Linked DNA regions of Mus musculus: regions 1 and 3 are each linked to region 2. The links are chromatin contacts, called in public targeted proximity ligation maps. All regions are on one chromosome and are shown on one strand. The core of a region is the stretch at or near the end of the contact, and the rest is flanking DNA. Distances in the headings are between cores, read along the strand shown. Region 1 has its middle 24 kb from the start of Mtss1. Region 2 holds the start of Washc5 (WASH complex subunit 5). Region 3 has its middle 73 kb from the start of Trib1.

Region 1 (4,578 bases), core at 1,247-3,746, 270 kb before region 2:
TAACTGGGTTTGGATGTGCTGTTAAATGAAAAGAGTGCTGTTCATTGGTTCGAGGAGAAGGAGGAGGAGGAGGAGAAGGAAGAAGAAGAAGAAGAGGAAGAGGAGGAGGAGGAGGAAGAAGAAGAAGAAGAAGAAGAAGAAGAAGAAGAAGAAGAAGAAGAAGAAGAAGAAGAAGAAGAAGAAGAAGAAGAAGAAGAAGAAGAAGAGAGCATATTTGTTTCTTGCCTCCACAGACCTAGATATGTAACAGGTTCTTCTTGTACTTCATTTGGGTTGCTTTTACTGATTATCCCAAATAAAGCTCCCTCCCCATAAAGGCTTCTCAACAGCCATCAAGCTTGTGTGGTCTTCACTTTTCTCTTCCTCTAGAGGTCACCCACTTCTCCCTGACATCATTTCCAGGAAACCCCTCCCCACCCCGCAGCAGTTCTAAGGAACCCAATTCATAGGCAGAAAACTGTGGGATCCAGTTCCACTGCCCTGCAGTTGCTTTTTGGGTCGTTCATTTTCCAGCTTGGCACTAATAGCTTCTGTAGAACTCTCCTGGGATGTGGGCTACTTTGTGTTTGTAAGCCATCTTTCCAGCATAGCCTATCAGGTTCCAAGTACCCTGTACTTTTCCCTTAAAGACAACTGATCAATCACATCAAGGCTTCACCCACCAGAAGGCGTGACCAACAGTGTCACCTTGAGAATGCCCTTGTGACTTGGGATGCTCATACAGGACTCCACTGAGGCTGACTGTGTGACGGGATGATTCTAGGGATTGTGGGGATTTTGACTGCTATCATTCTAAAGTGGGGTGGAATACGAAGTAGGAAATGCAATTGTTCAGGAACAGGCTAAGAAAAGAGGAAAGGAAGGAAGTGTTAAGGCTGAAGAGAGGAAGGTCTGCTCTCCTAGAGCAGTGGCTGGGCATCCGCCCAAAGCCCAGGTGGCCATTCTGTTGCATCATGGCTCTGGTTGGCAGCATGTGTAGGCAGAGAGAAGTTTCTAGAAGTGTAACTCAAGCTTCTATTTTGTAGCAGGCCATCGTCCACTATTTATCTCAGTTTCAAGAATTTGGGGAAGTATTTCTCTTTATCCCATGCCCTAGTTTGCTATCTATTGCTATGATAAAACATCACGACTAAAAGCAACTTCTGGAGCAAAGGATTTATTTGGCTTCCATGTTCCAGGTCCCAGTTCATCACTGATGGAAATCACAGCTGGAATTCACAGGGCAGGAACCTGGAGACAGGAACTGAGGCAGAGACTAAATGCTTACCGGCCTGCTCACAGTGGCTTTAATCTGATTTGAAAGAAAACAAAAACAAAAACAAAAACAAAAACCCAGGGTTACCCACTTGGGTTGGAACTGCCCACAGCAGATTGGGCCCTCTCTTATTCATCATCAGTGAAGAAAATGTCCCCACCGGCTTTGCCGATCTGGTGGAGAATTTTTCTCAACTGAAGTTTCCTTTCCCTAGATGGACCAGGAATTGTGTCAAGTTGATAAAAACAACAACAACCACAAGAGTTAATCAGGACACCCCAGAGAAGGAACCATCAGTTGATGTCTTTCTTTCTTTCTTTCTTTCTTTCTTTCTTTCTTTCTTTCTTTCTTTCTTTCTTTCTTTCTTTCTTTCTTTCTCTCTCTCTCTCTCTCTCTCTCTCTCTCTCTCTCTTCTTCTTCTTATTATTATTATTATTATTATTGTTGTTGTTATTATTTTACTTAGAAGGATGGTGAGTGACTTAAAAGCAGATCCACTGAAGCTCACAAAGGTGATTCAATGAGTCCTTGAATCCCAAGGACTCGTTGCATAACTTTGGCAAGCTTGAGTCCCAAGATCACATAGAGTTGAGCGGGAGCAGGAAAGATAGAGCGACTGAAATCTTAGGTGGGAAACAGGGCCCTTTCCCCTACTCCTTCTAAAGGGAGTGTTAACGGTCCTGATGTTGTGTGGGTTTCGCACATGGAATCACAGCCTCTCCATTTTCAAGATTACAAGCGTGTTAGCCCAGACAACAGTGTTCTACAACAGTGGCCCAGAGCGTGGTTACAGAAAGTTATTACTGGTTTATTATGTTCGTTGGAGAAACAACACTCCATGAATCCAGGTGACTTGGCCAATGGCATGCAACTAAGTGACATTCTTCAATTCCAAGTTTATTAGCCAGAGCTAAGCCTCTCAGTCTATTTCCCTCCAGGCTGAAAACGCAAGCAGACCAATGGCCAAAGCATTAGGGACTCCCTGCATTTCTTCATCTACTTCCTCTGAGGCTCTTGCTTATGGAATTCTCTCTGTTGCTGCCTCTTGGTGCCCAGTCACTAAAACCACTTTCAAATGACAATGTGGCACCCACCCTGGGAAGATGGAGTCTCTGTGACAGAAGACCTTGATGAGAGGGGATCCCCTGAGTCAGGAAGAGCAGACAATGGACGTGCTACAAGGAAGAAAGGGGACAGGCGACATGAGTCATCTTGCGTGCTTAACCACAAAGTGCCCGAGGAGGCCTCTGTGGTGTTTGTTTCCATGGCTCCCCACCCACCGGCAGTGTTCATTTCCTCAGGGGTAGTGTACACTCTAGGCATTCTTCTCAAACATTTGCCGAGTGTTTCCATGGCTGATGGACCGTTATGATGAGGCTCATCCACATAGAATAATGTAAACACACTCCCTGGGCAAGGACAAAATTTCACTTTTTTCTTACATCAAAGTCTATGGGTGGCCCTGTGGCAGACTCCTGTCGGGTCCATGGTGTAGCCAGGAATCTGGTTCCTGTGTTACCTTCTAGCCTATGTCTTGTTTCCCTGAAGTTCCCTTGTGGTTCAGGATGCCTACCAAAGGTTTGAATGAGAAATGTCCCCCCAAAAATCACAAATCTGAACACTTGGGTCTCCCATTGGTGGTGCTGTTTGGGAGAGGTTATAACATGTTTAGGACGTGGGTTCTTCACTGGGGGTGAAGTTGAGGTGTTGACAGTTGCAGTTGGCTGCAAAATAAGAGTCTGTTTCAAGCACACACACACACACACACACACAGACACACAGACACACACACACACACACACACACACACACACAGAGAGCAAAAAGTCAGGGTATTATGTGTTCATCCCACTAAATGTCACAGTCACCCATAAGTCTCCCTCAAAGATGGGCCCTCTGCTCTCTCCTAAACCCTGCTCTAATGAGGGGGTGGAGGGTACTGTCTCATGAGGCACCAGTGAGCTATCTGCTTCTGTCAGCAGCACCCGTATTCCTGAGGCCTTCAGCCCACGGAACCAGGATATGCAGTGGGTGGAGTGGAGTAGCAGGGCATGGAGGTCTAATCTCAAGCTTCATAATCAACAGATGACAGCAGGGGCTTTGGATGGACATTCCTGCCCACCCCTTCCTGTCTCACAGAATCCAGGTCGAATTGCATATCTTTGGCAAGCTTCATTTGTGCCCCTTAAAAAAAAAATGAGAAGAACATCAGCAGCCTGGCTAGGGGTTCTGGATCGCATCACCATTGTAGGCTGAGTGTCTATTTGCTGGGGACAGGGCCCTCCCTGTGCAGCACAGGGTGTTCAGCCTCTAAGGTGTCTACCTTGTAGCACCCACAGGTTTTGACAGCCTGAACTATCTCCAGACATTTTTTACATGTCCCTAGGTGAACTGAACCAATGAGCTAGTTAGTGGTAAGGACAAGGTGTGCGAGTTACATGATTGTTTAGTAGATGTAATAACTATTGTCCCACTCTTATTTATACTGTGAAAGCATCTATTCAAAGAAAGTGTAGCCTCCTTGAAGAGGAACAAGACCCTACAGGAACTATTTCTGACTCTAGTCTGGCAAAGGCAGCAAGGGAATTCTTTGTCACTATAAACAAGGTCTTCTGTGAACCCCACCTGTTGTGAAGGGTCGCAATGCTAGGAATGTCGGTTGGGACATTCTTAAGCAAGTTGTGTGTGTGTGTGTGGGGGGGAACATCTGTTGTTAGCTGCCCACTTCCTGTGACCTGATTTAGCTCTAGAAGGATTGCCTACCTTACTGCCAACCATGTGTTTTGCCTAACGCTGACCTCTGTGTTGGTGCTGGTGGTTAATCGCAAGAGTAAGATCCAATCACCTGGGGGAAGTCCTCCTGTCTGGTGACAGTGGCTAGTCAGGGAATGGCAACAGAGTATGAGCCAAAGCCTGCCTAGAAAACCCAAGGGTGTTTTCTCTGGTTAATGTAATAATGGAGTTGTTTGTCCCTCCAGACTTGAATGTGAGAAGTCATGAGATCTGGGCTGAGAGGTCAGATCTGAGACTAAGGCCCACATGTGATGGACCACAGAACTGAGCTGAGATAGAAACAGGATTTCTGATGGTTTCTCTGACCTTCAGCTATGGCTATGAAGCTCAACCTAGTTTCTGATAAATACCATTGTGTGCTTACACAGGGTGGGGAATGGGCTAGATTTTCTATTTTATGAAACCAGAGGATCTCACCCCAACCCCAAAAGCAAACTGTTCAGCTAGGTACAATGGAGCATGTCTGTAATCCCAACCCCGGGGAGGCAGAAACAGGAAGACCAAGAATCTGTAGCCATACCCAGCTCCAC
Region 2 (4,184 bases), core at 1,372-3,871:
GCCCCTATGAGCAGCCTGCAGTATGCTGGGCAGGAAGACCCAGAGCAAAGAATCATAAAAGATAGGAGTGCTAGAGAGTGTGGTCAGGATAAACAGGGGACCAGCCATTTGCTAGAGGCTGGGTCTTTTACTGACTACTGCTGGGTGAGTGTTCAGATTATGCTGGGTGATATTTCGTAGGTTCAAGATCTAGGAAGCCAGATTTTGAGAAAGTCACCATGAAGCTATTAAAAAAAAAAAAGACACTTTAGAATATAACAGTTAAAACCTTTTCTAGGACAAATAATTTGGAAGTCAGATTTGAAACAAGAAGGTGGACAGGAGGATTGAGTTCAGAAATGTTCACAGGATCTTGAAAGTAGACGAAGAAAGCAACAGCCTAACCAAACGATGGGCAAGGAAATGGGGCGAGTCACAAACTGTACCCACTTAGCTACATCGTCATCCATCGCCTTCTAGGAAGCCAGCTTCGTTTTCAGCATCAGGAGCACTCACATTTGTACGTCCCTTTGTGTTGCTATCAACAGTTAGGGAGATGATGAATAAAATAGAATACTTCTGGGGTTTCTGAGTGATGAACCTTATTAAAGTTTTATCAATGGCCACAGAACAACACCAGGATAACCAGGAGGAGTCCCAGTGAGGATCCAACACTGATGGTGTCACAGAGGCCAGAGACCAATGACTCACTGTGATGAACATTTGCAAGTGAAAATGTGTGGAGAGAGGGATATACTGTGAGACACACTACAGCTTCCACAATGAGATGTTTCTCTATGCTGTGTGTGTGTTTTGGAGGAGGGGCTGTAAGAGCAAAAGGTGAGAGGATGAGGAGATAAGTGGGACTGGGATGCATGATGTGATTTGTGATGATTCACAAATAATAAAACGTTTTGAAAAATGACAACCTCTACTTTCATATTAGCCTTCTAACACTCAACTGATAAATAATTTAATAGTGTGGCCTTAGCTGCAGACCAAGCACTGTTTTAGGATCTGAAGATACAGTAGTGCAGAACCCTGAGCTCCAGTTATCATGATGTCTATACACTACTGAGAGCAGGAGACATAAGTTAGCCAACACATACAAAGAGCACTTGCAAACACCAGTACTCTAACTCTGGGTTGAACTGAATTGTTAATGGCACGGAACAGAACCACAGATCTTAATTCCCTTCTTAATATTACTTTATAGGTTACAAAGTATGGCAGCTTTAGTTTTAGGATCTTGGCATGTAACTTTTTTTTTTTTTTTTTTTTTTTAAATAGGAAGAACCCCTTGTCAAAGGAACGTGTTTTCAAGAATGGCATCTGTTACCCAGTAAGTACAGAACAAAATATCTTTAGAAAATTAAAGTGTAGAGGACAAAAGCAGATGGATTTTTTCTTCTTTTCACAAAACCTCAGATCCCTAAAGAAAGCAGTCTCAAATCCATAACAGAGGCTGTCCCAGAAAAGTTCTGGAATAAGCTGGATCACCCCAATGTGACTCATGAATTTTTAAAATTATATTTATTTTGTGTCCATTGGTGTTTTGCCTGCATGGATGTCTGAGGGTGTTGGATCCCCTGGATCTGGAGTTATAGATAGTTGAGAGTCACCACATGGGTACTTAGAATTGAACCCGGGGCCTCAGGAAAAACAAACAGTCTTAGCCACTGGGCCCATCTCTCAAGTCCTGATTCATTAATTCTTAACATCTAAGACAACTTTCCTTCCTGACCTTTTAATACATGTTGTGGTGACCCCAACCATAAAATCATTTTCATTGATACTTAGTAACTATAATTTTGCTACTGTTAAGAATCATAATGTAAACGTTTATGGAAACAGGTTTGCTAAAGGGGTCATGAAACCCACAAGTGAGAACAGCAGACCTAAGGAAAGAGTCCCTGGCTGTGGTTAGAGATAATAAAACTCCTTCACTATCCCTCATCTATATAGAAATCAAGAGTCCAACTTTTCTTTTCTTTTTTTATGAGTCCAACTTTTAAATTTCCTATCATAGAAGAATCAGGACCCAGTAGAACTACCTGCCCCCAATACAAGGACTACAGCACCATGTCTCAGGTGAGGGAGACTAGGGTATAGAGGAACGACTTGCACAAACTCACAGTGAGCGACAGGACTTTTATTCCCCCCCCCACCCCCCCCCCCACCCCCCCGCGCGCTCTCGCCCATCATCACTCCAGTGACTACTTGATTTTCTGGAGAGTAAGTGCAAGATCAGCCACATTAGCAAGGCACCGCTCCGAGAAACTTGCAAGCTCAGCTATGGGCCAAGTAGCTGAGCATCACCCCAAAAGCTTCAAAGAAGCATGCAAGAGCGATTTCCATGAAGGCGTGGGTGAACATCAGGCGTGCAACCCCAACCCTGCAAGCCCTAGGTTTTCCCGTTGGCTCCGGGGACAGTACCGGACGTGGCCCACGGGGGAAGGAATGGACCTCGAACCCGCAGGCCCGCCTCCGACTCACCTGTCAGCCGTCCGACGCTGGCCGCGTGGACTGGGCGCCCCGGTCCCCGTCTCCCACCCCAGGGATCCCCCTAGAGTCCCGGGCCGCAGAGCGTCAGCTGCCGGGACCCGGGTTTCTGTCCTGGAGTCCCTAGCCCGTCACGTGACCAAGGGGCGGCGGCCCGGGCCCGGGCATCATGTGATCGCTCGCGGGCGCCAAGTGATGACGCAGAGCGCGCGCGGGTCGTTTCAGCCACAGAAGTGGGCTGAGGAAAGGAGTCGGGGTCTGGGCGTGCGACGTTCGGCTAGATATCACCGAGCTAGGTGGGACAGCCAGGTAAGATCCAGGAGGAACCGTGATAGGGGTCTAGCCGGCGTTGTCGCCTCCCTCTGTGCTCTGGGGACCTGGGCCTGAGCCTCTTCACCCGCAGCAACTAGACGGAGGCGGGTTATGCTCACATATGATCACAGGTTATGTGATCAAAACAAAACAAACTGTTTAGAACTGACTTTTGAAACTGAGGCATGAACAGGTAGCTCAGATGGACTCAAGGCCACAGGTGCCATTTCACTTCTGCAGGTGAAGGGATGTGGTAGCCTCGGTGTGAAAAAAGAGGGGGGAAGCGGGGCGGGAGGCAACCTTCTTGGGCACGGGCATGTTGGTGGTGACCCGGAAATGGTAGTAGTTTTTATTATTACTTTGGTAACTTAACGGATTTAGTCCTGCTCATTTCATTTTTGTGAGGCGACGTTTTATATCTTCTAATGCATGTTCCAGTTTAAGGAGATCCCAGCATGAAGGAATGGTAGAAGTCGGCAATTAGCCGTATTAAGTTATATAGTAGAGATGTGTGTTAGGAACTGAGAAGGCGTGTGGAAGAGGAGGAGCCGTGGGCGAGGGAAGGTTTCAGAGAGAAGGGTGTATGCATGCTGAAAACGGAGACACTTCAACTCTTGTCGTATGAGATCACCTTGGATTTAAAGGCGGTCGAACTTTTGGTTTGCTCTATGCCTACTGTAATGCTGTGCAGAAACGTGTTTTCCTATTTAAAACTGGCTTAACTTGACAGCAACTCTTTCATGAATATAAGGGAAGCAAAATAGTGTGCTGAGCCCAATAACTTGGTGAGACTTCAGGAAGTGCTTAACTTTGTTGTAGATTGTCTTGGAGGCTATAGGTACTGGTAACAAAAAGATCGGTGTTATTGGAAAGAGGATCCAAGAAGGGGTTGGTGTAAATCAGTGTTTCTTAACTAATGTGATGATTACGCTTTGTCTTCAGATGATTCCTTGTGGTGAGAGACTGTACTGTACTTGCTAGAATTCTATCAATTCCATAGATGCTGGTCTGTGACACCCCCCAACCCCCCTCCAGTGCCACAGTCAAAAATGCCCCCACGTGATGTTAGAAGTTCCCTGGGGGAGGTGTTAAACCTCCAAACCCTAGGTTAAACCAATCCCCAAGGAATAGTGTTAGAATGTTCAGATGTCAATAAATGAAATACTATATCTATGTAGTTTCAAAAGCATCAGAAACTGATGTCGTAGAGGCTGAGAATTCCCGAGGCCAACTTACCATCAGATTCAGTGTCTGGTGAAGGCATGCTTTCTGGCTTGTAAATGGCATGCACTTGCTGTTTTCTTGGGTGGTAGAAAAGCAAGAGAGCCCTTGGAGCACCCGTTATAAGGGACTAATAATGTTCTGGAGGGTGTAGCTAGTCACCTCGCCAA
Region 3 (4,191 bases), core at 1,172-3,671, 350 kb after region 2:
GATTTGGAGGAAGAGTGTAACCCAAGCAGTATGGGGCTTTAGAACAGTTTCTTCAGGATCAGTGTGGAGAGGAAAGGCCAGTTTGAGGAGGCTGAGAAACAACGGCAGTTCTGCAAGTAAGAGGTTGGTGTGTGATGAGAAAAGAGAGGGCTGAGGTGAGGGAGTGAAAGGGGTGGGAGGCAAGTTCTGATTCCCTGGTTCCCCACATCTGACTCACCCTGAGCTCAGTTAGCTCTCATGGGTCCACTCTCCATTTTCACAGCCGACTTCCTCCTCTGTGTCCTGGTCTCTCATCGGGCTCACGGTGCTGGCATCTACACCTCCCATTCTGACAGCTCCCACAAGGCTCCTCAGTGGTCCAGGGTGTGTGTGTGTGTGTGTGTGTGTGTGTGTGTGTGTGTGTGTGTGTGTGTGAGAGAGAGAGAGAGAGAGAGAGAGAGAGAGAGAGAGAGAGAGAGAGAATATCCTGGGATGTTTTGTTTCAGACTGGCCTCCCCTCTGTGCATGGTTGTGCATTCAGGAGCCTTTGCCATCCCCCTCACTAGATGTCAACAGCAGTCTGACCCCCACACTGTGTTTGCGGGCATGGAGGCATGTTCCCTAGTGTAGCCTCCCTCAGCCCTGAAGCAGGCTGATCCAGACTTTGACCTTGCTGCCACTGAGAAGGAAATTACCTAAGGTGGAGCCTTCTGACCTAGATGGCTCTTTTGTTCTGCCGCTGACCACTGCTCTCCCCAAGACACTGCTACCTGCTGAGAAGCCCCTGAGACATTCTGGAGGAACATGCTATTCTACACATCACCTACAGGCTGGCTCCAGACACCAAGAATGGACTAGCGGGGCATGGGCCTCCCCCTTTTATAAGTAGACTCTCTTAGTAAACTGGCGGGCCTTAAACAGAATCATGTCTTGGTCTCCATTAATCTCTCTTGGTCTAAGTCTCTTTCAGCCCCAGCCTGCCTCCCTGGTGTACCCGGTTCAAGTAGGCCGCAGGCCGGCACACAACACCCTGGGAGCCAAATCAGGAGCCTGCTGCCAACCCTTCTCCTCAGAGCTGCCTCATGCTCTTGAAATGGGAAGTCCGCTAAAGCTCCCATCTGCTGCCCATGGTAAACATCTCTAGAGGTCCCCTTCATGTCCCTTCTGCTACTGGCTTCTCCAGAGCCTCTGATTGTCTATCAGCTTCCTCCCCTACCACACCCAACATCCATTTTGGATGTTTCTCTCATCTTTGTAGGCTCTTAACATCTTTAATCTGGAGCTGAGTTCATCAGAGTGATGGGGAACCTAAAATTGTCTCTTAGAGCCACATAGCGGGAGCACTGACTTCCACTCCTGGCTTGCCTGGGCCTCATTTTCAGTGTTGATTGTCAGCAGGGTGTCTCTGGGGGCAATTTACCTCACCTCTCAACCTTATTTTTAAACCATACATAAAAGGAGTGTACTCTCAAGCTCATTTTAAACAGTGACAGTGTTTTTTAAAGTGTGAGCCATTGATTGGCAGGGCTGCAGTTGGCTTCATAATGATGCTGACAGTTCTTGTCCTGCAGGTAAGTAACAGCAGAAGCTGTGTCTAGCACATGACTCTCACTTGGGGGTATCTTCTGTGCCTGCCCTGCCCTCAGACTCTTTCAGAAATCTGTGTGCATTAGTGTTGGTACCAGGGGGCTGGAAGGAGACTGTAATAGTCTCTTCCTCCTGATGGGAAGGTCTATTCTAGACATCTTGTTACACGGATCCACAGGACCTATTCCTTCCTTCCGTGTAGTTAGAGACACAAGGTAGGAGCGGTTAGAGTTTTTCACAATGACAGGTTCCTGAAAGTCACCCCAAGCTCTGGGCTGGGGATAACTGGGTACAGGCTGGGGGTGGGGTGGGGTAAACACAGAAAGAGGAAGGAACTCTTAGAAAGCAAAGAGCTGGAAGGTAAGGCCAATGATCTGACAGCCGGCCCAGAAAGCAGGGCCTTGGAGGGATTGCAGGGACCTTCAGTGCTCCTACTATCCTGAAGGCTGAGGCTGCGCAGCCTCCCGTGGGTGGGGTGGGGTGTGGTCTGTCAATCTTGTTGTGACAGGGCCTGGACCTCCTTATTGTATCCCTGCTGACTGTCTCGGCACTGACTTCAGTCCTCCTTGTCTGAAGCTGCTCTGTCACTCAGTGCCCTCTTGGCTGCCAGGCCCTATTGCTGGCTGCTTTTTGGCTTAGCTTAGAAGAAAAATGAGGAAGGAAGCAGAGGGCTTCTCTTACAGAGACTGTTGCCCTAGAAGCCATGCTCTGCACTGTATCTCAGAATAAGCTACATGCCATGGCTCCCGCATCTCCCTATGGCCACAGAACAGCACCATTTCCTGGCTGTAAAGCATCCTTCCCCTCCGGCTCTCTGCCGAAACTGCAATGCTTGGTTCTGCTTCCTGGGAGCCCAATTGGGGAAACTGAGATCAAGCCAGAGCTTATGCTGAGGACTTCCTCTTCCACTTGGTTGGCTGGGGCAATAAGTGGCCAAGCCTGGGACACTGACCACAGACACATGCAGGTCCTTGACTCAACTGAAATGGACACTTTTACTAGTTTGTCATAGATAGAACTTAATCAGGATGGATGACAGCCACACACTCCTTCTCAGGTGGCCCTAGCAGTCAACAATTATCTGTGCCTTTTCTTCTTACAAGACCCTAGCTCTGCTCGTGCCCTGATTTAGTATCTGCCGATGAGCTCTATAGCTTTTATTCTCTCCACTGAGCCTCAGTTGCTGAATCTGCCCAGTGGAGGCAGAATTTTAACATTTGCTTTTCATGGTTGGCAGTCAATCACGAGGTCCTGCTATAGGTGAACATGTGATTTGCCTGGGTAGTCTTTGTGGTTGCTGTTTTCAAGTAATATCAATGCCTCCATTTGTCTCCCAGAAATGTCCTGGTTCAGACAGTGCATCCCACAGTTGCAATGTGTTGGCTTTGGTGGTAAAGTCCCCTTCCCTTGGCCCATTGCTGCCCTGTGCAGAAACAGCAACAATGGGTTTGCTCTGAATTTTCTCTAGACTCTACCACCAACCACAGTGTAGCCTTGGTAAGGTACTTCCTTGAGCTTTTGTTTTTCCAACTGCATTATGTGTGGTTAATGTCTTCCATTCTTTGGGAAGTGTGGCCATATGTTGTGCTTGTCTGCTTTCCCAGGTTTGACCTCAGAAAGCCTTTAGCTAGATGGACAAGTGACTGAAGACACATCTGGTGTGACCGAAGGAGCTAGCACTGTCTCCAATTTACACTCACTGGCTTTCATGACTCCAGGCTCCTGAATCAAGGACCAGCATGTATCTGTGGTCAGTGTCCCAGGGCTTGGTCACTTCTTCCCTCAGGCACCTTACCCAAGTGGAAGAGGAAGTTCTCAGCATAAGCTCTGGCTTGATCTCAGTTTCCCCAAACTGTTTCCTGGATCTCACCATAGTGCCTGCATCTTCTGTCCTAAGCTGATTGATTGGGCAAGATAGTCTCAGAACTTGATGCCAACTCTAGCAGATTTCTGGCCTTGGGCACCAGATTGTGTTTAGAAGACTCTAGGTCCTTGGTTTGGATCTTGGCTCGGCCTCTCAGAAACTCTATGGCCTTGGGCAACTCACTTCACTTCTCTGAGCCCACATTTTCTCAGATAAATAATAGAAAAATCTTAGATTATTGGGAGGTATTATGGAGGTGTGTATTTGAGGCATGTGCACAGGCTTGGAGGACCAAGTAAGTACTTAGTAAATATCTGTCTCTCCCTTTCCCCTACCCTCTCTTGCCATTTGCCCTGGGCAGGAAGCTAGGGCCAGGCATCCCAGCATGACTGTGGAAACCTAGTCACGAGCACTGCCCCAGTTTCTGAATCCAAAGACTGATGAAATAGTTGGGTAAAACAATGAGAAGATTCAACAAATCACCCTTCTGGAATGTCCCAAGCAGATCTGAGGTGGCAGTTGTTGAATGTGTTATTGCACTTACTTTCTTCTGTTGCTATGACAACACTATTCTGCAAAATCAACTTACAGAAGAATTATTTTGGCTCACAGTTCTAGGATAAGGTCCACCATGATGGGGAGGCCATGGTGGCAGGAGAGGAGGCACATGGTCACATGTCATCTGTAGTCAGGAAACAAAGAGCTGAACACTGGACTTCAGCTTGTTTTCTCCTTTTTATTTAGTCTGGGATCCCAAGGTG

The links.
Region 1: a targeted proximity ligation map of pancreatic cancer cells shows a contact between it and region 2. A contact is called at or near these places in 3 of 39 promoter capture datasets (the C10 cell line, liver and pre-B cells), 2 of 130 datasets of targeted methods (microglia and pancreatic cancer cells) and 1 of 9 other capture datasets (liver).
Region 3: a targeted proximity ligation map of microglia shows a contact between it and region 2, with 10 times the contacts expected there. A contact is called at or near these places in 4 of 39 promoter capture datasets (the C10 cell line, hippocampal neurons, liver and 1 more), 2 of 484 Hi-C or Micro-C datasets (bone marrow-derived macrophages and muscle stem cells), 15 of 130 datasets of targeted methods (the NIH/3T3 cell line, the SCID.adh cell line, Th17 cells and 9 more) and 3 of 9 other capture datasets (adipose tissue, bone marrow-derived macrophages and liver).

What each region holds. Positions count from the first base shown.
Region 1 is chr15:59,103,640-59,108,217 of GRCm38.p6, forward strand. No RefSeq gene overlaps it. Among named protein-coding and RNA genes, the nearest start is that of Mtss1, 24 kb to the left of the region's middle.
Region 2 is chr15:59,371,566-59,375,749 of GRCm38.p6, forward strand. Washc5 (WASH complex subunit 5) reads right to left here and starts at 2,622. Exons shown (of 29, transcript NM_153548.3): 1 at 2,476-2,622. It overlaps Nsmce2 (NSE2/MMS21 homolog, SMC5-SMC6 complex SUMO ligase), which reads left to right and starts at 2,633. Exons shown (of 7, transcript NM_026746.3): 1 at 2,633-2,790.
Region 3 is chr15:59,719,335-59,723,525 of GRCm38.p6, forward strand. No RefSeq gene overlaps it. Among named protein-coding and RNA genes, the nearest start is that of Trib1, 73 kb to the left of the region's middle.